Regions from separate parts of the Hordeum vulgare genome. Here region 1 is linked to region 2. The links are chromatin contacts, called in public Hi-C maps. All regions are on one chromosome and are shown on one strand. The core of a region is the stretch at or near the end of the contact, and the rest is flanking DNA. Distances in the headings are between cores, read along the strand shown. Region 1 holds the start of LOC123435209 (arogenate dehydratase 1-like). Region 2 has its middle 260 kb from the start of LOC123435209.

Region 1 (4,626 bases), core at 614-3,113, 250 kb before region 2:
GGACAATTTTACCAACAAGACTACATACTCCCTCCATCCATATATATAGAGCCTAATGCATTTTTCGAGATTGCCTTTGACTATTGATAAGATTAATAGTATATGAAATGTATAATGTGAAAATTATATCATTGAAAGCTCCTTTCACATACGAACTTGAGGATATGCTTTGTGTAACTTGCATGTCATATATTATTGCTTTAACATATGATCAAAATTAGCCTCGAAAAACACATTAGACCCTATATATATGGATAGAGGGAGTACAAACTATTGGAAATGCCCTTAGGTCAACTCCAGCGCACGACCACATCCTGTTCGTCCTGTCCGTTTGGAGCAAAATGGACAAACCCCACGGCCCAGCGCGCGTCGCCGTGGACGCATATGGTCCGTTTTGTGTCTAGGTCGGCCCATTTCCGGCGCAAACATGCGCCCGGCTTGGGTCCTGGCGGACAGCGAGCAGACGCGCTCGAGCCCTTCTCTCGTCCACATCAGGGACGCGTGGCAGGAGGACACCTACCTCCCACCGTCCGTATTTACTGCGCACGTCCGGTAGGCCCTGCCTGTCATCCATTCTGGCGGGCGGTTGTCGTTCTTCTTAAATGGGGGAAACCGTGGACCGGCACACGCAGACGCGTCCACTCCACTGCCTCCTCGGGACCGACACCAAGCCCTAACTCTCTGACCGCCGACAACAATGGGGTGATGGAGCACCGACGGCAAGGGGAAGGGGGAGCACGACCAAGAGGTTGGGTCCTCGTTCGGCCGCCGTCGCGGCGCAAGCGAGCTGCACCGTTCTTCTCCTCTGTGACGGTCTGCTCCAACAGCCTTCTCCATTGCCCCTCCGGACGCCTCGGCGCGCTCCCGGCAGTACGTCCAAGCGGATGTGTGCCGTCGCTACTGGGAGACAAGACGCCGCTCCCGTGGAGCGACGTCCACTTGCCGAACAACTGGCAACTATTCGCCCATCGGGTGCCGATTCCACCGGTGCTAACGAGTGGTCGTGCCCATCGCAACGAGATCCAACGCCGTCGACGTCGCCTCCCCGACGACCTCTACTACGACCCGAGGTACGCCGTGGATTCCCCTTTGTGGGACACTTGGTTTAGCGATGAGCACGATCTGCACGCGCACGTCCTACTTTACCGGCGAACACAACAACCAGCGGCCACGAAACAATGCTTTTATTAGTGTTTGCATTTTATTTACATTTTTCTGATATTTTTTTGTTTATTACAAAAAAATTAAATGCCGAACGATTTGGGGTTCAACCATGGGTTAGACACACGGACCCGACTACGGACCGTTCCAGATATGGACAGCTTCATTGTCGTCCCGATCGCACAGAATGCAATTCAAACAAACGTCCGGATGGAATCGCACTATCACATTGAGCCACATGAACGACTTTTCGAGCTTATCACCTTCTACACCCCTCCTGGACCCATATCTTACCATTAACAGCCACTACAGCCAGAGGACAACGGCTACCCCATCGATGCATTCACCCGCGACAGCGACGCCGCCGCACCAATCGGCCAGCCCGGAAAGCGTAGAGAAAAGAGCAACCGGCCGCTGCCCTGCCCGCCCGTCCACCCACGCGGCCAGGAGATCCGATGCCGGAGCTGGTGCCGCGACTCCGGGTCACACAAGAAAGAAGAAACCACGGGTCCAGATGCGCGCCGTGGCATCGTGTCGCTCGCGCCCGGCCCTACGGATTACGATTCCTTTGACCGCACTCACTTCAGCAACGACTGTGACACTGATGGTAACAATTGATGATAATTTGAGTTGATGATAAGCATGTACTATGAACCCGGTGGGAAATTTCTACACGAAGAATGAATAGTAACCTTCGGAGAAAAGGCGGCAAGAACTTGCGGTTGCGGTAGATAGTAGAATTATATAAGCAGCAAAGCCGACCAAGCCACTCTGGAGTCTGGAGTAGGAGCAGTAGTAGCATTTCAGCGTGTATAAAAAGTCAAGAAGCTTCCCCTCTCGACGCTTGTTAGCTCAGCTCCGACTCCAACCACCGTCGACCTCACCGCCCGGAAATCTATGGCCTACACCTCCTCCCTCCACCTCTCCAAGCACCTCCTCCTCCCCAAGCCCCACCGCGCCAGACCTTCCTCCTCCAGGTCGCCGTCCTTCGTCCGGGCGGCCAGGGCCGTCAACGGCGCCCCGCACGTAAACGGGCACTCCAAGAAAGCGCCCAACGGCAAGGTACAGATCAACGGCGCCGGCGCCGACGGCAAGAAGGGGCCCGGCGTCATAAACGGGAAGACGCACGTGAACGGCCATGACCGGATCCACCTGTCGGTGACCACGGGCGGAGGGGGCCAGGACGGGACGGGCCTCCGCGTGGCGTACCAGGGCGCGCCGGGCGCGTACAGCGAGTTCGCGGCCAAGACGGCGCTGCCCGGGTGCGAGACCGTGCCGTGCCGGGCCTTCGCGGACGCGCTGGCGGCCGTGGACCGCGGCCTGGTCCACCGGGCGATCCTCCCCGTGGAGTCCACCATGGAGGGCACCGCGCTGCGGAACTACGACCTCCTGCTGCGGCACGACCTGGTGGTGGCGCAGGAGATCAACCTCTTCGTGCACTACTGCCTCCTCGCCATGCCCGGGGTGCGCGCCACCGAGGTGCGCCGGGTCATCAGCCACCCCATGGCGCTCGCGCACTGCGGCCGCGCCCTCGCGCGCCTCGGCGTCGACCGCGAGCCGGTCGAGGACACGGCCGGCGCCGTCGAGATGCTGCGGTCCAACATGATGCTCGACACGGCCGCCATCGCCAGCCCGCGCGCAGCCGACCTCTACGGCCTCGACGTCCTCGCGCACGGCCTGCAGGATGAGTCCTGGAACGTCACACGCTTCCTGCTGCTCTCTAAGCCGCCGTCGCCGGTCCCGGTCCCCGTGGACGCGGACGCCAAGACCAGCATGGTGGTCGCGCACCGGGGCGGGTCCATGGCGGTGGTGCTCAAGGTGCTCTCCGCTTTCTCCTCCCGCAACATCAACATGTCCAAGCTGGAGGTCATCAACAACGAAGGGGGCGTCGGCGAGCCGCGGCCGCCGGTGATGATCCTGGACACGGGCGCCCGCGGCGCGCCAACGTTGCGCGCGTTCCCGCACGTCCTCTACGTGGACTGCGAGGGCGCCGCCGACGACCCGCTCGTCCGCGAGGCCATCAAGGAGATCGAGAAATTCGCCGTGTTCGTCCGAGTTCTTGGCTGCTACGCCGCGGACACCAACGTCTACGATCTGCAATGAGGAGAACAGAAGAGTGATCCTCCCATCATAGTAGTGCAAGTGAAGTGATGGAATTAGCTAGTTCGACACAGTCGAATTGGAACTGGAATTGGACCTGGAAATTTCCATTATAGCACTCGAGCAGTGCATTCGCTGCTCAGCTGCCGCTACGCACTGGTATTTGTGTACAGATGCAATAAGACTCTTTCTTCTCTGCTGGTCTAGCTGTGTGATAGGTGTAAAATTGCTGCTGAGGCCTGATGCAGTAACAAAAGGATGTGTAAGATAGCATTATAATTTTACATGATTGTTGTAATTTTGTTGTGCTAGATCTGAGGGTAGAGTATGTCGTGTCACTGCTCCCTTCCTTGTGCATCTCGGTGTTCAACTTGTAGAGTACAGACCTTGGCACATTGAAGACTCTGGCTGTTCTTTCCAATAGCACAAGTAGGATTATGAATACTCTGTATCGATACAGGAATTTGTGCAATATTAGGATGGTGTGATCTGTATACGAGCTGAACTGTAGAGTTTGTAGTACTTTTGTGCAAAACAAATATGTTGAGTACCATAATTGTTTAGAAAACATAGATATACTAGGATTTGTTCCTGCCTAAACTTGTACTCCAAGATGACATGTATTTTTTATATATATGCTCATGAGGCTCAAGCAATACAACATATATTCCATCAATCCTCTATTCCCTCTCAATAGGGTATCTCTGGTAAGTTTTTTGACCTAACCGCTCCCATCGCTTCCGCCCCGTGCGTCGCCCTTGGGGCGGTCGGCCTCCATGATCGTCACCGGAGGCTGCCCCGTCCGTACCTAGGGTTCGTCTCCCAGTCGTGTTGACCGGTTGCTCTAAAGAGTCTTTTTCCGATCTCTTGATCCAGATTTTCTCTCTTTTGCTGGTCTCTTGATCAACGCTCTTCCTTTTTGGTTTCCGGTCTAAGATCGGTATGCTTCGTCCGCCGCCGTCGTCGACCACCGCGCCTCTATTCCGACATCAGTGCAATTCGGCCTCTATAACGACATGTCAGTCTCACGCGACGCGGCGGCCCCTTCTGACCGTCGACCGTGCGTCTTTTCGTCGTTGTCCTGCACCGATCGTCGCCACCCTTCTCCGACCGGGACTGCTTCATCACCATCCGCCTTCACCGTCGCTTCATACGTTCGCACACTGGCTGCGTCGGACGGCTCCCGAGTCTGGCCGCGTCGGCCTCGGGTCGGCTATGCCGGCCTCGCCGGCTGCCTCTAGCCGGCTCCTGTCGGCTGCGTCGGCCTCGTCGGCTGTTGGCCGACTACCGGCTACGACCGTCTGCCTCGTAGGCTCCCTTGGGCCGGCCGTGTCGGCCTCGTTGGCTGCCTCGGGCCGACTGGTA
Region 2 (5,037 bases), core at 1,175-3,674:
TCATACTATATAAGAATTCAGGAACATTTTTCAAATACATGAATGCTTACCAAATTCTTGATTTTTTAGGAATTTATGAATCTTATTTTTTAGCATTTTTATAATGCACAAATATTTTTAAGTCATGAACTCTTTTTAAATACATGGACATTATTTTCAATTTTTTAACTGACTTTTGAAGTCCATGAACATTTCTGAAATTACTTTATAGGGAACCTTTCTGAAGGGTTCCTGAACCAATTATAAAAAATAAATTTAATATTTTTTGAAATTTCAATTCGATTTTAGTTTTTTAATCATTTTATGTAAAAATGAAATAAGTAACAAATGTTATCGTTTTTTAAAATGTTCACTTTGCCAAATTTTATTCGCGTTCTAAGAAAATCACCATACCTGTTTCTAAAAAGTTGGGAATATGAAAAATAACTTTTCAAAAATGTTAATGTTTTAAAAGGTGTTCGAATTTCAAATATTTTTATTGTTTTTTTTAAACTTCCTTAATTTCCGAACAAAAATTGGAACTTCAAAATTTTTCCAATTTTGAAAAGCAAATTCCGGTTCTAAGAAAATTTTCAGTGTTCCAAAAATTGTGCACTAATTTTGGAAATTGTCCACAATCTTGAAAAATATTTCGGGTTGTTTAAAAAATTGTATTATAATATTTGGAATTTAAATAAATCAGTAATATTTTCAAATTGTTCGCTTTTTCTAAAAAATGTTCGCCAATCTTCAGAAAATATTTTTCTTTTATAAAAAAGTACTGTTATAGTAACTTGCGACCGTGACACAGGACCCCATGCTAAGAACTGTTAATGGGGTGGCCTAGTCGAGTCGCGCTATACGTCCGGCTGCTATTGGTCACAATGAGCCTCGAATAGGAGCTCTTGAAACAATATTCGTTCTTGAGCGAACTGAGCGAGCACTCGTTGTTTTGCGCTAAGCCATGCCCATTTCCTAGATGGATGTCAGCAGCCGCCAACAGGGATCCCCAATATGCCGCACGTTGTTCCACACTTTCCATGGGAGTTAACGTACATTTCGTCGGAAAACCCTATATGCCGCACGTTGCGTCAATTTGTCGAGCAATAGCATAGGGATTGACAAGCTAGCGATGACCTGGGCCAGCCGGTTCAGCACTTCGTTGATCCCGGTTTCCAGCCGGTTTTTCCGGTTTTTGGAACATTCTAGAAGATTTCTTGAACCGTTTTTTTAATTTTCTTTTTCTTTATTCTTTTTTTTCTTTTTTTGTTTCCAAAATGTTCTAAATTTTCGAAAAGTATTCCAAAATTAAAAAAATGGTTCTGAATCTAAAAAGTTTATTCTGGAACTTTAAAAATATTCCGAAATTTGAAAAAATATTTCAGAATTTTAAAAAATGTTTCTAAATCTAAGAAAATGTACCGGAGTTCGAAACAACGTTCCATAATTTCAAAAAAATGTTCCGGAATTTGAAAAATTGTTCCAGAATTTGAAAAGTGTTCGAAACTTCGAAAAAATGTTCCAGAATTTGAAGAAAATGTTTCAGAATTTGAATAATTATTTCGGAAATAGAAAAATGTTCCGAAATTTGAAAAAAAATTCTGAAATTTGAAAAAATATTCTGGAATTTGAAAAATGTTCCGAAATTTGATAAAGTGTTCCGGAATTTAAAACAACGTTCCGGAATTTGAAACAAAGTTCCGGAATTTGAAAAAATGTTCCGGAATTTGAAAAATCTTTCGGAATTTAAAAAATGTTATGGAATTTGGAAAAATGTACTCATATTTGAAACAATGCTCCAGAATTTGAACAAAATTCCGGAATTTTAAAAAATGCTAAAAGGAAACATAAAATTGTCGGAATTATTTTTCGAAAAAGGTTTGGGATTTCTAATAATTGCGGCATTACAAAACTGTTCCTAATTTGTTAAAATGTTCGTGCTTCGAAATTGTGTTCATGCTTGAAAAATGTGTTCGTGCTTTTAAATTTGTTCGGGATTTTTCAAAATTGTTCTCGTTTTCAAAATTTTGTTCTCAAGAATCAACAAATGTTCACGCTTCCCAATTTATTCATGTTTGTTGAATTGTTTTCTTTAAATTCGAAAAATGTTTTTTGCTTGAAGTAAAAAATCAAAGGAAAAAAGAAAAAAAAACGATAATTTCTTGCTTCCTTTGAGTTGTAAAGAAGGTTGAAACAGAAAAATCAGTTTGTAAACAAAATGGACACCAGCAGAATCAATGAGAGTTTCTTGTTTACTGTTCCCAGTTAAAACGCCCTGAAGTCTGTGAGGAACAAATACACCCGAAAAAAGAGAAAACAGAGTAATACTTCCAAACAGACGAAACAGGTGAAACACGCGCCAGAAACAGTTACAAAAACTTGCAGGCCACAAAGCCCACGAAGGACGCGCCTCTATGCGGAGTGACAGCAATTTGACGCTTATCACATCCAAAAGGAGGTCCCATTTCGTCAACCCATGCCCGAATCGCTTGAAACTGGGCCGGTCCAGCTAGATTGAAGTGCGTAGAAAACAGTTTCCTCTCTCAGCCATTTTTCTTTCCTTTTTGTTGTTTAGGTTTTCCAGGACCAGTTTTATTTGGTTTTCTATTTTATTTCTTACCCTATTTACTTTTGCATTATTTATTTATTTTTTGCTTTTTTCTTGTTCCTTCTTTTAAATTCATCATATTTTTTGAATGCACGGATTTTTTTTATAATTCTGAAAGAAAAATCAAATACTTGTTTTTTTAAAAAGATGTACTTTATTCATATTCGTAATTATTTTTTGAAATTTTTCGATTTATCCTATTGAATATCTTTTTGGAATTTTACATTTTTTTTAAAACTCGTGAATTCAAAATTATGTTTTGATTTAGAAACAAAATAGATCTTTTTTGTATTTTTCAAAGACTTTTTCTAAGCGGGGACAAATTGAAACGACCATAGTGAAGAATCTTACTATCCATTTTGTAGCTGCCAGTAAATTGCCCATACGATGTAAATTTATTTGAATAGAGATAGATAATCTTAAAAGGGTGAGAGATTTTTTTTTAAAATGCCCCCTTCTTCATTCCACATGGGGGTGGTCCACAGTTTTTATAACAACACCTCTTATTTCGGGGCATTTACCTAACTTTTTGTCTTATCCCTAAACTATTTTTAATGTCTAATTAGAGCAGGAATTTATTTTAATTAAGAAGTTAAGCTTGTTGCTTTTTATTTTACTAGAGATGAAGCCAGGCTATATCCATTTACTCACTAGACCTAGAAAATAGTTATTTTGGATTCCTTTCAAAAAAAAACAAGATAACTGTTGACCGAAAGTGAACCATAGTGACGCTTCAATGGGCCGGCACATATCTGCACATGCATGGCGGACAGAGCCCCTAACCGAGACAGAACCGCAGAAGGCGCTGATTAGAAGATATCAACAAGACAACAAGGATTTGTATTGACGATGGATATCATCAGCGAGTTTAAGTCTCGCTTCTTGCGTGATACAAGACCGCTTCGTCTACAGCGAGACGATATTGAGCCGGCTCAGTAACTATGTATTCTATCATGCTGACATCATGCTTTTGTCATGCACATAATTTATTCCTTTTTTGTATATTCGAAAACACTAAATACATCAAATATGAAAAAATAGGTGACAACTAAAAAATATTCACGCGATCCAAAAAGTGTACATGTCAGTTAAAAAATGTTATCCATGCAAAAAATATGTGTTCGTAATTCAAAACAAATGTTCGTTATCATTAAAGAATGTTTACCTTGCATTAAAAGAGCACATGCATATGAAAATATTTATGTGAAGCTCTTTAAACATGTTTATAAAATTTAGAAAATATATTCAGGTGGTTTTAAAAATATTTCATATCATTAATAAAATGTTTACTTATGTTTTTAAAATACTTAACACATATAAAAATGTGAAAATCATTAAAATGTAAATCATGTATTTAAAAAATGTTAGATAAATATGAAGAAACTATATGTATACGGGAAATTTAAAATATTTGTGAAAAAGTAGACTTAACACGTATATTTTAAAATTATTAATTATGTATCATGAACATGTTAAACATATATAAAAATTGTTTTGCAGCTTACAAAAAATGCATAATATATATGAAAAAATTAGACATGTGTTTTTTTATATGAAAAAATTAGACATGTGTTGAAACAGAGAAATAAAAGAAATAAAGATAAAACAAAAGATAAAAATAAATAAAACCAAAAAATAAAAAGAAAAGAAAAAAAGGAAAATCAGAGGAAATTGAACAAATTTGTTCTCAATAGACAAGTAAGATTTGCGCAACTAAAATGTTGGGCTGGTCCAAATGAGGCCGCACCGTAGGTGATTTCTAATTGGAACCACTACGAGCCGAAATAAGCTCTCGCAACATATCATTGTCCCGTCTGCTACGGTTGCACTATCGTTATGTTTGTGCGTCCATGAGGCGTGTCAAAAGGCCGAAGGGGTCAATGGGTTTGTCACAATCTAGCTGGTTGCAAAGAGAGCAACTAACCGATGAGTACTCTTTCTTGAGCCCGTCTAAAGGTAACTTCGGGATGGACTGGGAGCATGCCACTTGACACGTTCTCATCGTCGTCATGAGTCGCGTTCTGTGTGTTTTATTAAAATTTATTATTATTTTATTTTCTATAGGCGTTCTCTGCTTTTAGATGATATTTTTGTTTTTTCGGCTTTCCTGTGTCCCTCATTTTTCTTAGGATTCGGATCAAATGTTAAAAGTCATGATTTTTCTACGAGAGACACAAATTTACTTCTCGTAATTCAAAGATTTGCTTTCACGAGAGGCACGGTCATGCCTCTCGAAAAAGATTCCCTCCGCGAGAGGCATGGTCATACCTCTCGGAAAGGGAAAATACTGGTTTTTCATTTTTTTGTTTCCTTCCACAAGAGTTACGGATCTCATAGAGGCACCAATTTGATTCCATGAGAGCCATGGCCATGCCTCTCAAAAAGAAAAGAAAAACTCTTTTTCTTTCGTTTCATAGGAGGCACGGATTTACTTATCATAAAGATACAAA

Evidence for each region. Hi-C and Micro-C count contacts between places; a contact is called where the count stands out from the background.
Region 1: a Hi-C map of seedling shows a contact between it and region 2, with 2.9 times the contacts expected there. The contact joins the promoter of LOC123435209 here to the enhancer-like site in region 2. A contact is called at or near these places in 1 of 6 Hi-C or Micro-C datasets (seedling) and 1 of 1 datasets of contacts at active chromatin or transcription factors (embryo).

Annotation. Positions count from the first base shown.
Region 1 is chr1H:343,776,942-343,781,567 of MorexV3_pseudomolecules_assembly, reverse strand. LOC123435209 (arogenate dehydratase 1-like) reads left to right here and starts at 1,863. Exons shown (of 1, transcript XM_045115558.1): 1 at 1,863-3,829. The coding sequence starts at 2,059. The coding sequence ends at 3,264.
Region 2 is chr1H:343,522,093-343,527,129 of MorexV3_pseudomolecules_assembly, reverse strand. No RefSeq gene overlaps it. Among protein-coding and RNA genes, the nearest start is that of LOC123435209, 260 kb to the left of the region's middle. Within about 2 kb of position 2,424, at least 3 of the 3 cell types and tissues checked have open chromatin away from gene starts, as enhancers often do. A contact at or near this core is called in seedling, where this site is marked.